Linked DNA regions of Sus scrofa: regions 1, 2 and 3 are each linked to region 4. Evidence: chromatin contacts called from public HiChIP or PLAC-seq data. All regions are on one chromosome and are shown on one strand. Each heading gives the region's core, a stretch centred on a gene start, on an enhancer-like site or on the middle of the called end of the contact. The rest is flanking DNA. Distances are from core to core; before and after follow the strand shown.

Region 1 (2,700 bases), core at 72-2,571, 350 kb after region 4:
TGAGGGGAGGAGGAGCCGTTTTGCACAGCCTAGCTGTCCCCTCTGTCAGGAGGCTGAGTCACGGCTGCATTTTTTTTTTTCTCGGAGTGAGCACTCCACGGGAAGGGCATCTGGGGCTGGTTTTGGTTGACAGGTTGAACCATCAGCGGCAACAGGTGGGGGTTCCTCCTTCCAAGAGAAGTGGCAGGGTCTAGGGCTGAGTTTTTCAAAAATGCCAACAACCTCTGACTCTTTGTGATGAATAAAAAATCTCCCCTTCCTCAGAGTTTTCAGAAAGCCCCTCACCCCACCCCCTGCCACGGACTTTATCTGTCTTCTCAGGATCCCGCCAACCAAGCTGATTTGGCTGTCTTACATCCTAGTTGGTTTATAAAAAATAGACTTTTCCATGTTCATGTTCCAGCTACAAACTATAACATTAATTTTTTTTTTTTCAAACTTCACTTGGATCCAAGGTGGAGAGAGAGGGAGAGAGAGCAGAGGAGGCTTGACCCTCCGTGGCATGTACCCGGGATAACGTGCTTTCTGGTGACCTCTTTTTTGTCATCTCTAAGAGGGGACAGAGGTGAGCTGGCCCGGTGTTCTCCAGGGAACCGGAAGGTGTGGTAGCGGGTGAGCAGCAGAGTGGTGCTGAGATCCTCAGATGCTCACACATCGCTTTTCTCCCACGCCCCACAACACATGGGGTAATGCTGTAGCACCCACACTGGAGCCCATCCTTCTGCCCACCTGATCTCCCCTGGCTGGGCATCCATCCCGGAGGGGTGGGGACACCAGAACTGGGGAGGTGGACAGGATGTGTGATGCTCACTTGGTCTCTATGACCTCTCCCTCCCTGGCCTCCAGAGGGTCACACTGCAGAGTGAGCCCCAAAGGGTGGAAGTGTCAGGGCCTGTGGGTCGGCACCCCGCCCCCCGCTCCGCCCCACATGACACTCAGTTCCATCAGTGCTTTAACTGCAAATCCTCGTCGAAGGATTTTAAATACACACCCAATTCCATTCTATCCCGGGTTTACTTCCCAGCCTCAAAGGTAGGCAGCCGCTTTCTGGGGAGAAAGGCAGCTCCTCTCCTGCTCAGGGATGATTAGCATAACTCGAAAAATCTAAGGCTAGAGAGAAGCACAGACCCATAGCACATCCCAGCTGAAAAGGTCCACGGAAATGTTCTCGTCCATGCCGGTGAACACAGGAGAAAACCAGGGCCCAGAGAGGGCTAGCGAGGGGTCTGAGGTCACACTGCCAGCAAGCTGGAGCCACTCTGTACGGGAGCTGCTGAGGTCGCATTTCAGAGTCCCAGGGGAAGTCCTTGTTGGGCAAGTGAGGCAAGTTTTCACGCTCTCCCTCCCAAGCTCTGCGACAGAATCCATCCTCCTCCCTCTCTAGGCAGGGTCCCAGCATTGCTGGACCTCTGAGATGGGAGAGGCTGGCATTACAATCTGTGACCCACTTGTCCCACCGGGGCCCAAGCACAGTTTGCAATCAAAAGCAGCTCTAAAGATTTTTAGCCAATTGTTCCTTGCCGGAGGCCCGAAAGGATTTTTTTCCACTGAGGTCAAAGCCCTCTGGGGCTCTGCTGAGTCTAGGTATTTGAGAACTCATTCCGCCAGAGTGCAGGCTCTGCCCCGCGAGGCGCTGAGGGGGAGGGGGCGACAGGCTCCCTCTGGGAAGGAGATGCCGTGCCTGGTGGGCTGAGCACCCTGGCTGCCTGCCCTCTGCCTCGCCTGCCAGGAGGCTCAGCACCTGGGCAGGGGGCTGGGGGGCTCCTTCCTGCAGAGCTGCCTGGGAGGTGGGGGAGGTGAGCTGCCAGCGTTCTAGCTCTCATTAGCTTTTCCTTGGCTTTTGGTTGGGGCGGGAGGAAAGGGGGAGGCCGAGCGGGTGACAGCTGGCTCCCAGAGCGTCCCGGCCTCCATCTGACTTTCTTGCCGCATTCCTTGGCAGGCAGGACCGAAACGCTTGTTGTGGAGGTGCCGCTTGGCACACGCCGAGGCTCCCTCGGCTCCCGCTCCTTGCTGTTTCCATCCCAAGGAGCACCTTGGCCAAGCCCACCTGTGCTGCCCTCTTAGGAAGGGGATGAAGGCCTGGTCATCATCTCTGCTCTCCCCTGAGGCCTCCGGCGCTTGCTTGGGCATCAGCAACCCCATATCCCATCTTGGGAGCGAGGCTCCCAGGAGGGCAGCAACGATGTCCTAGGAGGCTGATGCCACCATCACTAGGGGCTGCCGCTCCTCCGGGGACCTGTGCACAAAAGGACCTTTTCTAGCTTTCCCTTCCCAGGCTGGAGTTCTCATCAGATGGCTTTGGCCACCGTCCTAAAAGGGACAATCAAATTGCTGCTCTTAATGGCCCCTGGCTCCCTCTTGCCCTTGTCCCACGCATCTGCTGTCCTCTAGGTCAGGGTCGGGTCCTGGGAGGCCCTCCCTGCTTCGTGACAGACCCTGAAGGAATGAGCATGCCTAAGAGAGGGCAGAGGGATGGAGAGCCTTTCGGCTTTTGCCACCCTCCCACCCTCACTGTCCCTGTAGACAGCAAAAGCAGGAAGACGGTGGAGGCCGGCAGGCCAGCCGGTGCTGAGCAGTAGGAAGCGGTCTTTAGTTAGAGAAGAGCCTCCTCCGGACACTCAGCAACACCTGGGACCTCCCACCAGTGAGTCTGAAGAGGAGACGGAAGGTGATCAAGCAACCCACAGATGTTTCTTACTG
Region 2 (2,879 bases), core at 66-2,565, 290 kb after region 4:
GGCCTGAGAAAGCTTGGAAAGAAGGCTAGTGCTGCCATTGACAGTGACTGCCAGCAGGTATGTCCCATTATCTCCCAGGGCCTCAGCTGTCTCCTCAGTGAACTGGGCATAGTGATGCCCACTTTGCAGAGAGGCAGTGAGGACTGAAGACCATCACGTGAGTGCAGTGCCTCGCACACAGCGTCCTCCTCTCTCCTCCACCGCCCTTTCCCTCACTGTTTCATGTTTCCATCTAGGAAAACAGGTGAATAAGATCCTGTCCCTTAAAAAACTTAGGCGACAGGGAATTCCCGTCATGGCTCAGGAGTTACAAACCTGACTAGGACCCATGAGGATGTGGGTTCGATCCCTAGCCTCGCTCAGTGGGTTAAGGATCTGGCGTTGCCGTGAGCTGTGGTGTATGTCACAGAAGTAGCTCGGATCCTGTGTGGCTGTGCCTGTGGGTGGCAGCTGCAGCTCCGATTTGACCCCTAGCCTGAGAACTTCCATATGCTGCAGGTGCAGCCCTTAAAAAAAAAAGACCAAAAAAAAGAAAGAAAGAAAGAAAGAAACTTAGGTGACACAATAGGGCCAAAGAAACACGTGGCTGGGGAGTTCAAGATGTGGCTTTACCTCTCTGTCTCTTAATGGAGGTAATTACACCTACCTTTTCTCTCGAGTTTGTAGGAAGATGAAATAAGACAACTCCGGTAAAGCTCTTGGTCCCACACCTGGCACATTATAGGTGCCACTAAATAGTTGCATGGTCCCGCATGGTCAAGTTTACTCACAAAATGAATGTGGCAAAGGCCACAGAGCGGGCAGAGAATGTGCTGTGGGAGTTCAGGGGAAGAGGATTTCCAACTGGATATCCAGGAAGGCTCCAAGGAGGAGGCAGCATTTCAGCTAATTTGGACACGAGGTGATGAGAGGAGGAGGGAGAGAGAGATTATTCCGGGCACGTGTGTGGAAACCAGAAAATGTGGCTGGCAGGGCAGGCTGGCGGGTGTGGACAGGAGCTTTAGGAGCCAAGGCAGGAATGGCTGTGGCTGGAGTCTGACCTAGAAAGCCTTCAGCGAGGAACGGAGTTGGGAACGTTAACTCAACAGAGAGCTGCTAAAGTTCCCGAGGGGAGTGGGTGTGTGCGTGTGTGTGTGTGTGTGTGTGTGTGTGTGTGTGACCTGCGCTGAGCTGGCTGGATTTGAGAAGGGGTTAGGGGAGGCCCCTGGCTCTCTGACCAGGTCCCTGTTGTTCAGCCTGCCCATGATTGCAGGAGGACAGACCTCCAGATGCCCAGGGTATGTGGGCGGGGGGCGGGGAAGGAGGGTTGCGGTGGAGAAGGAGGGGCCGGAGGCGGCAGCTCCTTTGCTCTCGGCCCTGCCCACGAGGGGCCACTCCTCCTCTTCCTTTCCTTTCCTCCCTTCCTTTTCCTTTTTCTTCTGGGGAGCTGCCGCAGGCTGGGGACGGTAGGAGGTGGGTGGGGGTCGGGGTGGGGGATGTGCCAGGAGCGCCGGAGCAGAGCCCCAGCCAGGGGCGGGGAGGGAGGAGGGGCTAAGGGGTGGGAGTGGCCAGTGCGGGTGGCCCCTGGGTCGGGCCCCGCCCCCCGCGAATCCTTGGCATCTGCCGCCCAGGGCATGGGAGGGGCAGCTAGCGATCAAGCTGCGACGGAGCTGGGCCCCGCGTCCTAGACTCCGACCTTGAGCCTGGACAGCCCCCTAGGGTAACCTTCCTCGAGTCCCGGAATGGGCTTTCGACTTGTCTGTGAAAGGGTGTTATGCGTACGTGTGTGTGTCTGTCCGCCTGGTGGCCTCAGGTTCTCCAAGGGATCTGGAACACCCCAAACGTGAACACCGCCCGTCAATGCAGCCCCTTCGTGTCGCAGATGAGGGAACTGAGACTGGAGAGGGACTCACTGGGCCCCACAACTGGTTAACTGCCATCCAGGGCAAATTACCTTTTCTTCTGAAAAGTATGTCTGTCAGGAGCGCAGCGCGCTGGGCGCGGGGAGCCCAGGAGTGGGAACAGAGGAGAGACGGATGGGGGGAGGGGAAGAAAAAAAGCCCAGAATTGCCCAGGGATTAACCATCTGTGTGTTGTGTAGGGGCCAGACCCCCCGGCCCCCCGCCCCCCAGGATACCTGATCCCCTTCTCCAGGTATTGTTTCTGTTCTTTCCCAGGGATGGACTGGGCTGGTCTGGCCGAGTGGGGGTGGGGCAGAGGGGGGAGGAGAAGGGAGGTGTTGAAGTCCGGGACAAGTAGAGTGTGTGCGTGTGTGTGTGTGTGTGTGTGTGTGTGTGTGTGAGAGAGAGAGAGAGAGAGAGAGAGAGAGAGAGAGAGAGAGAAACTGAAGAGGGCACCTGAGGGCCTCGAGGTGGACAAGCGCCCCTTTGCTGCCTCACAGGCTTCGAAGTCTTCCCAAGGCTGAGGGCCTTCACCAGGACGTTCCCAGGGCAGTTCGGGAGGCATGACCTTGAGGGCTGAGTGGGTGTTAACCCAGGGACTGGTTGGCTGGTTTTGGGTCTTGCGTCAGACTAAACCCTCCTCACCCCTCTTGGTCCCACTGCCCTTTGCCCCCCCACACTTGCCAGGCCGCTGTTCCTGGCCTTGAAATCCCCCAATGGCAGCAGGAAGGGACCTTAGAGACCAACCAGCCCAGTGGGTTTCAAATGGGCCGAGAGACCCCTGTCCCCCAAGTGCTGTGGCAGCTGGAACTGGTGATCCACTTACATTTTCGTTGGGGAAGGAGTTCTGTGGCTAAAAACACGAATTCTAAGCTCCTTTTCCTTTTAACTCATAGACGAGAAAGCCGAGGCTGAGCCTTGCTTGAGGTGATGGGGAATCCAATGGCGGAGCTGGGTCCCAGGTCTGGCCTCCCAACCCCTGGGCATTGTCTGGTCTCT
Region 3 (2,831 bases), core at 258-2,757, 370 kb after region 4:
TGTTGCTTGTGATATCTCATCACATGGAACAAGGCATGGAATATAGACACACTCCCTCATCAGCCCCCAGGGTTGGGGGTCACTGTGGAAGCAGTGCGGGGTGGTAGTTATGAGTGTGGGCTTGACCCCCCAGCCTGCCAGCTTACTATCCCCACTTTGCTGATGTGGTGCTCTGGTTTCCAGATTCTACTATCATTTATTACAGGACTTTAGGTTTTGCAAAACACTTCGAGATTTTCCTGGGAAAGATAACATGTATAACAGTAATTTTCTATGGAATACATAACTCAGGAAAACAGTCCCCCTGGAATTTCATTGTGCATCTGTGTGGAAAGGTTTCCACTGGTGGCTTTATAAATAATAAAACCTGAAATCCTAACTCCATACAATGCCTTGGACTCGGATTAAAGGGTGGGGTGGTGAAGTGAACATGTGAACATCTGGGGACAGAACTATTTGACTAGATAAGCAAACCTGGGCATCTTCGAATGTGTATCTCCCTCCATCTTTGACGTTTTGACTGGTTATCTCGTAGCTGTGAGAATCCAGGTTGATTGCACTTGGGGCCCCTGGAGCCAGAAACTCTTGCCAGATTTCCTCCACTCTCCTGGCCACATCCTGGAGGGGCTGTTTCTTAAGATCTTGGACCGCCAACCAGAACCTGGAATGGAAGCACAAAGACAGTCAGTAGCCCTCTGCTGGACATGCTCCCAGAACTGACATCACAGGGCACTCGTTCTGCTGCATCCCCCAGCCTTCCCCGCAGCCCCGTCACAGGTCACAAAGGCTGCAGGGACTGCTGAGCATACAAAGGTGCTCCATTATCGCACTAGTGCGTGTTAGAAGATGACTATGCTTTTGGTTACCAAAAAGAGATTTATCTCCCCTTACATCCAGGGTCTGCTGCCTTAGCACTGTTGCCTTTTCAGGCTGGAAACTCGTTGTTGTGGGGGCTGCCCTGTGCACTGAGAGATGTTTAGCATCAACCTTGGCTTTGACCCATCGATGCCAGTGGCATCCCCTCCCTGAGTGTTGACAACCAGAAAACTTTCCGGACATCACCAAATGTCCCCTGGGAGGTAACACTAGTTGAGAACCACCACTTGACACAGATGCCACTGCACGGACAACATGAGTCTCTCTGCAGTGTCTAGTTGGGATCCATCAGAGGCATCAAAAAGAAGGAGAGATCACGGAAGCAGATAGAGTCTTGGAGCCATTAGGAATATTCGAGCTGGAAGAACCCAGTCATTCAGGTTGTAGATGGAGAAACCGAGCCTGTTTGCCACAGCAGCATCAGGCATGATGCTTGGCACACAGTAGGTGCTCGATAAATGTCTGTGGGATTGCAGATGGACTCATTTGGAACAAAGCTGAAGGGACATACATGGGGAACCTCTCTACCAAAAGATTCTCCAGGGATCGCTGGAGAGAAACCACCCCCTTCTCATGAGCGTCTGCCTCTCACGAATCCCCGAGCCTCAGCATGGTGTGGAGAGAGCTGGGCATGAGCTGTGAGCTCTTTTCTGCAGAGAGCAGCAGCAGCGGCAACCAGCACCAATTGGACTACAGCTCCCTAGGTCATGGGCAAGGTTCCCAAGGCAGCCCTGGAGAGGGCTTTCAGCAGGACTCAGGTCTGGATGGCACTTTTTGTGACCTGTAAACAAAAAACCCTCCAGTGTCCCCATCAATGAGATGTCAGGACAGGCCCCTGGCTCTGTGGTTCCCGCAGCCACGGGAATCACACTCTTAACTCAAAGAAAGGGCAGGGACAAAAGAAGCTAAACATGAATCCTACCCAGAGTAAGATGTACTCTTTTTTTTTTTTTTTTTTTTTTTTTTAAAGGTTAGGCATGTTTTTCTGTTGCTGTTCATAGAACTGTTTTTGGAGCCCCGTGCATGGCCCGAAGGTGCCACCCAGTGGCCACCCTAGGTAACGCAGCTCCATTTCCAGAAGGAGAGGACTGGGAGTGCGTGCAAATGTGCTCCGACTTTCCCCTTGATTTGCCATGTGGAATTCTGACGGTGTCCTTAAAGAAAACCCTCAGGATTCCCTCCTTGGTCCTGACTTCACTCAACCAGAAGATGAGGAATCTTCACATCCTGGCTATGCTGCTCCCTTGGAATTGTTGTATCTTTCTGGGCATCTCTTTCCTCATGGTACAATGGAGGGCTATATGACACGGGTCTGAGCCCGTCCCATCCAGGTGTAACTGAAATGCTTTCAGGCCCCGTGGGTGGGAGCTGTGGAGGGAGAAGCATGGCAGCCACAGGGTCCATCCCAGGCCAGTCTGAGCCCTCAAGTCACCTCTTTCTTGGGTGGCCTGAGAAGAAGATGCTCAGGCTGCTGCCGCGGCCATCTGCCATCACCTGCCCTTTAACGCCATCCCTCTGTCTTTCTGCCACAGGCCTTTGGCACTCCGGTCCTCTGGCTCCCTGGCGTGAAGCAAACAGTGATGGTTTGTCACCCAAGCCCAGAGGGGAGGTGAGTGGCAGCGTGTGAAGGGAGCTAACTGCTCAGTTGTTCAGGAGAGCCCCTGAAAGGCAGCTGGGAGGGGCGTCCTCTACCCCCACCCCACCGCCCACTCCCTAGGTTCCTTAAGTCTCACTGTCCCCCCAGCCCCACCCCCTGCCAGGTCCACCGTGACATGAAAGAGGAGGCCGGTGCATAAAGGTGAAATTGGCCATCTGGGGGTGACAGGACCTACAAGCCTTTCTTGTCCCAGAGGACAGCGTTTGATGGGCAGGTACAATTTAGGAACCCAGCTCTAAAGAAAGGAGTTGGTGCTGGTTTCTCAAAGGAGTAGAGGAGGGCTAATGGGAAGCTGGGT
Region 4 (2,700 bases), core at 107-2,606:
GACTCTGATAGTATATGCAGTTGCACTCTGAAAGTTCTGGAACTTAAAAACTTGTTATTTTATTCATTGCTTGGATGGAGTGCTGAGCAAGGAAGTGAGAGGGCACAGCTTTGAAGAACTGGCAATTTGGCATCTCCTCTCCCCCCTTTTCACCCCTCCCCCACTATCTTAGCTATTTGACCTCATTAAACAACTTTGGATAGTAGCCAGATTTCTGTATGCTAACGAGGCCCCTATTCATGATTTAGTGCGATTTCATCCACCCTGAGCTGCCTGGCTCCTCAGTGGAAGCCTGGCTTCACAGAAGTCTCTCAGTTTTGTCAGGGCTTCGCCAGTGAGGAGTTCGCACGGACTTGAAGCAGACACATTCTCTGAACGCCTCAGGTCACATCTGATTATTCATTAGCAAATTCTTTTCACCTTTTTATCTAATCAATGAAAGGTGACGCCGGAATCGCGTATGCTACTCCCCGAAAGGGACTCTGGCAACACCCATCTAGGTTCCACAACTTTGTCTCGTTACTCTTTCCGAAGAGCAGAAAGCGTTTGCAAAAGTTCTCTTAAACCACCCCTCCCCTAAGCCTAAAGGTCAGAGCGCCAGGCCCCAGTTGGCTCTCCAGCTCTCTGACCATTTAATTTCCGAAGTTTCTGGTTTGTGCGAGGACAGAGGAGGTGGCAGTGGGCAATTGCCTGAGTGACCACCGCGTATTAAGTAAGGAAAGCCTGGCTGCTGGAGGGAACGAGCCTGACATTGAGACATTCCAGGGGGAGGGGAGTTGCTGTCCTGGAGTCGCCAGGAACGGCGGCACCAGTTCCAAGAAATCAGAGGAAGGTGGCCGAGATAAAGACAACACTTCAGGAATGAGAATATTAAAAAGCCGCAGGACCCAGAGCATTAGTAAGCGGCAGGACACGTGTAGTAATTAGACGAAACGGCACCCTTCCAATTTTTGCACTGGAACGAGGGGAATTGTCCTTTGGGGGATTAAAAACGTAACAGTAAAGCCAAAAGCTAATGAATAGGGTTCAACGGTTTGCTTGCAATACTTAAATATTTTCTGTCCAGGACTTAAATATTTCTGTCCAGGAGCGCAACTCTCTGCAGTTGTTTAGAAAGTAAGGATTCAAACCAAACTAGAATACTCTCGTGCGTCTCCACTTTCCCTCATCCGAAAAGGAGCTCTACGCGCGGTACTGCCCCTTTAAGACCTGCTTGCTCTCGGGCTCTACAAAAGGGAGTGACCTCTGGGCTTTGACAGCTCCCCTAATAACTACCACCGTGCAGGCCCCGCCCACCTGGCGACCAGCCGCGCCGATTGGCCAGCGGGCCGGTATCCCGTGCTCTGATTGGCTCGCCGCTTCCCCTGAGCGAACCTTTAGAACTCTGAGACAGACAATATTCTGTTACATTGTAGCAAAATGGCGACTGTCATTCACAACCCCCTGAAAGCGTAAGTAAGACTAAAAAATGTACATTTTCCTCGTGGTTTCAATATGAAAAAAAAGGCGCCTTCTGCGTGCCGAGCGCTGCCAATGCACTGCGCTTGCAGGCGCCTACAGCCGCGGTGGGGCTTCTCTCTTTTCTTTCAGCTCTTACTTCTTCATTTTTTTTTTTTTTTTAACCCGGGCGCGCAGAAATGTCAGGAGAGGCAATTAAGAAGAGGAAAATTGGTACATTTGTGTTCTTCTAAATTGGCGGACTGAGGGAGAGGGGTTACTGGCAGGGGAGCCAGGCGCTCGAGTGCTCTACAGCGAGGGGATCCTGGGCAGCTCAGGGACAGCACGGTCCCCAGAGTGCCCAGCTTCTCCGGGCGGTGAGCGCGGCGCGGGGGGCGGCTCAGCTGGGGGCGAGAGCCAGGCTGGGGCCGCCTGGGTGCACTTGGCTGAGCCCGGTGCTTCTGGAGCCCGCAGCCCCCGCCCCGATGCTAGGTCGGCGGGGGTGAGCGGACCGCTGCAGCTCCGGAGTTTTCAGGGCGCTCTCCGCCTTCTGATCGCTTGCGGGGAGTTTGTGCAAACCTTCCGGAGTTGGGAGGACCGCAGGGGGAGCACCGGGTCCCGGGAGCCCTGGGGCCCAGGTGGTTGCCCGGGGCTTTCCTGACGGGGCAGCCCCCAGAGCTTGACTGCGCTTCGGGCGGTCGCCGGTGTGTCTCCGGGTGTTGTTTGTGGGGAACTGCCTGTAATAAATTAACGACTCGGGTTAACTTGGGGTTGATTTGGAGACTGGGAAGCTGCAGGTCTTATGAATGGTGTTCTTGCCTCCTCTGGGTGAATAGTCGAGGCTGGCGAGAGGCAGCCTGGGGCTCCCCGCCCGAGCGGGTAGCGTCTGCTCTCGGCCAGAGCTAGGGGCAGGTGCCTCTGGCCACAGCCGGGAGACTTTGAACGGACGCCCAGATCCGGGACGGAGGGGGGGCGGGCTGGGCGAGGACACGCGGGGGCCAGTCCCCAGGTCCGACAGCCAATTCCTGCCCGCCTTCCTTCCCCCTCCTTTTTATCCTGGCTTCCTTCCTTCCTTCCAATCCGTGGAACTGTTAAGCCGCCAAGTCCGCTAGCGATCGCGGAGCCGGGGGTGGCTTCGGAAAACTAGCGTCGCTCTAAAAGGGGTGCTCTTGGCAGTAATGTTGGCAGAGGGGCACTCCCTCCGGATCGCAGCGCGACGTGGGTGGGGGCTTGCACCCCTGGGATTATGACTTCGCAGCTAGG

What was found. HiChIP or PLAC-seq counts read pairs in DNA pulled down with a chosen protein or histone mark.
Region 1: a contact with region 4 is called in an H3K27ac HiChIP or PLAC-seq map of skeletal muscle. The contact joins the enhancer-like site here to the promoter of DPF3 in region 4. A contact is called at or near these places in 1 of 47 Hi-C or Micro-C datasets (embryonic fibroblasts) and 1 of 2 datasets of contacts at active chromatin or transcription factors (skeletal muscle).
Region 2: an H3K27ac HiChIP or PLAC-seq map of skeletal muscle shows a contact between it and region 4. The contact joins the enhancer-like site here to the promoter of DPF3 in region 4. A contact is called at or near these places in 2 of 5 promoter capture datasets (fetal skeletal muscle and liver), 3 of 47 Hi-C or Micro-C datasets (alveolar macrophages, embryonic fibroblasts and skeletal muscle) and 2 of 2 datasets of contacts at active chromatin or transcription factors (alveolar macrophages and skeletal muscle).
Region 3: a contact with region 4 is called in an H3K27ac HiChIP or PLAC-seq map of skeletal muscle. The contact joins the enhancer-like site here to the promoter of DPF3 in region 4. A contact is called at or near these places in 3 of 5 promoter capture datasets (fetal liver, fetal skeletal muscle and liver), 30 of 47 Hi-C or Micro-C datasets (adipose tissue, alveolar macrophages, blood and 16 more) and 2 of 2 datasets of contacts at active chromatin or transcription factors (alveolar macrophages and skeletal muscle).

Annotation. Positions count from the first base shown.
Region 1 is chr7:95,907,947-95,910,646 of Sscrofa11.1, reverse strand. The region is part of intron 17 of RGS6 (regulator of G-protein signaling 6); the gene reads right to left. Among named protein-coding and RNA genes, the nearest start is that of DPF3, 350 kb to the left of the region's middle. Within about 2 kb of position 1,321, at least 18 of the 83 cell types and tissues checked have an H3K27ac peak or open chromatin away from gene starts, as enhancers often do. A contact at or near this core is called in skeletal muscle, where this site is marked.
Region 2 is chr7:95,965,542-95,968,420 of Sscrofa11.1, reverse strand. No RefSeq gene overlaps it. Among named protein-coding and RNA genes, the nearest start is that of DPF3, 290 kb to the left of the region's middle. Within about 2 kb of position 1,315, at least 7 of the 83 cell types and tissues checked have an H3K27ac peak or open chromatin away from gene starts, as enhancers often do. A contact at or near this core is called in alveolar macrophages, embryonic fibroblasts and skeletal muscle, where this site is marked.
Region 3 is chr7:95,883,462-95,886,292 of Sscrofa11.1, reverse strand. It overlaps RGS6 (regulator of G-protein signaling 6), which reads right to left. Exons shown (of 19, transcript XM_021099946.1): 15 at 475-661. Among named protein-coding and RNA genes, the nearest start is that of DPF3, 370 kb to the left of the region's middle. Within about 2 kb of position 1,507, at least 4 of the 83 cell types and tissues checked have an H3K27ac peak or open chromatin away from gene starts, as enhancers often do. A contact at or near this core is called in adipose tissue and skeletal muscle, where this site is marked.
Region 4 is chr7:96,253,010-96,255,709 of Sscrofa11.1, reverse strand. It overlaps DPF3 (zinc finger protein DPF3), which reads left to right and starts at 1,356. Exons shown (of 11, transcript XM_021099467.1): 1 at 1,356-1,451. The coding sequence starts at 1,420. It overlaps LOC110261630 (a long non-coding RNA gene), which reads right to left. Exons shown (of 2, transcript XR_002346007.1): 2 at 1,605-2,174.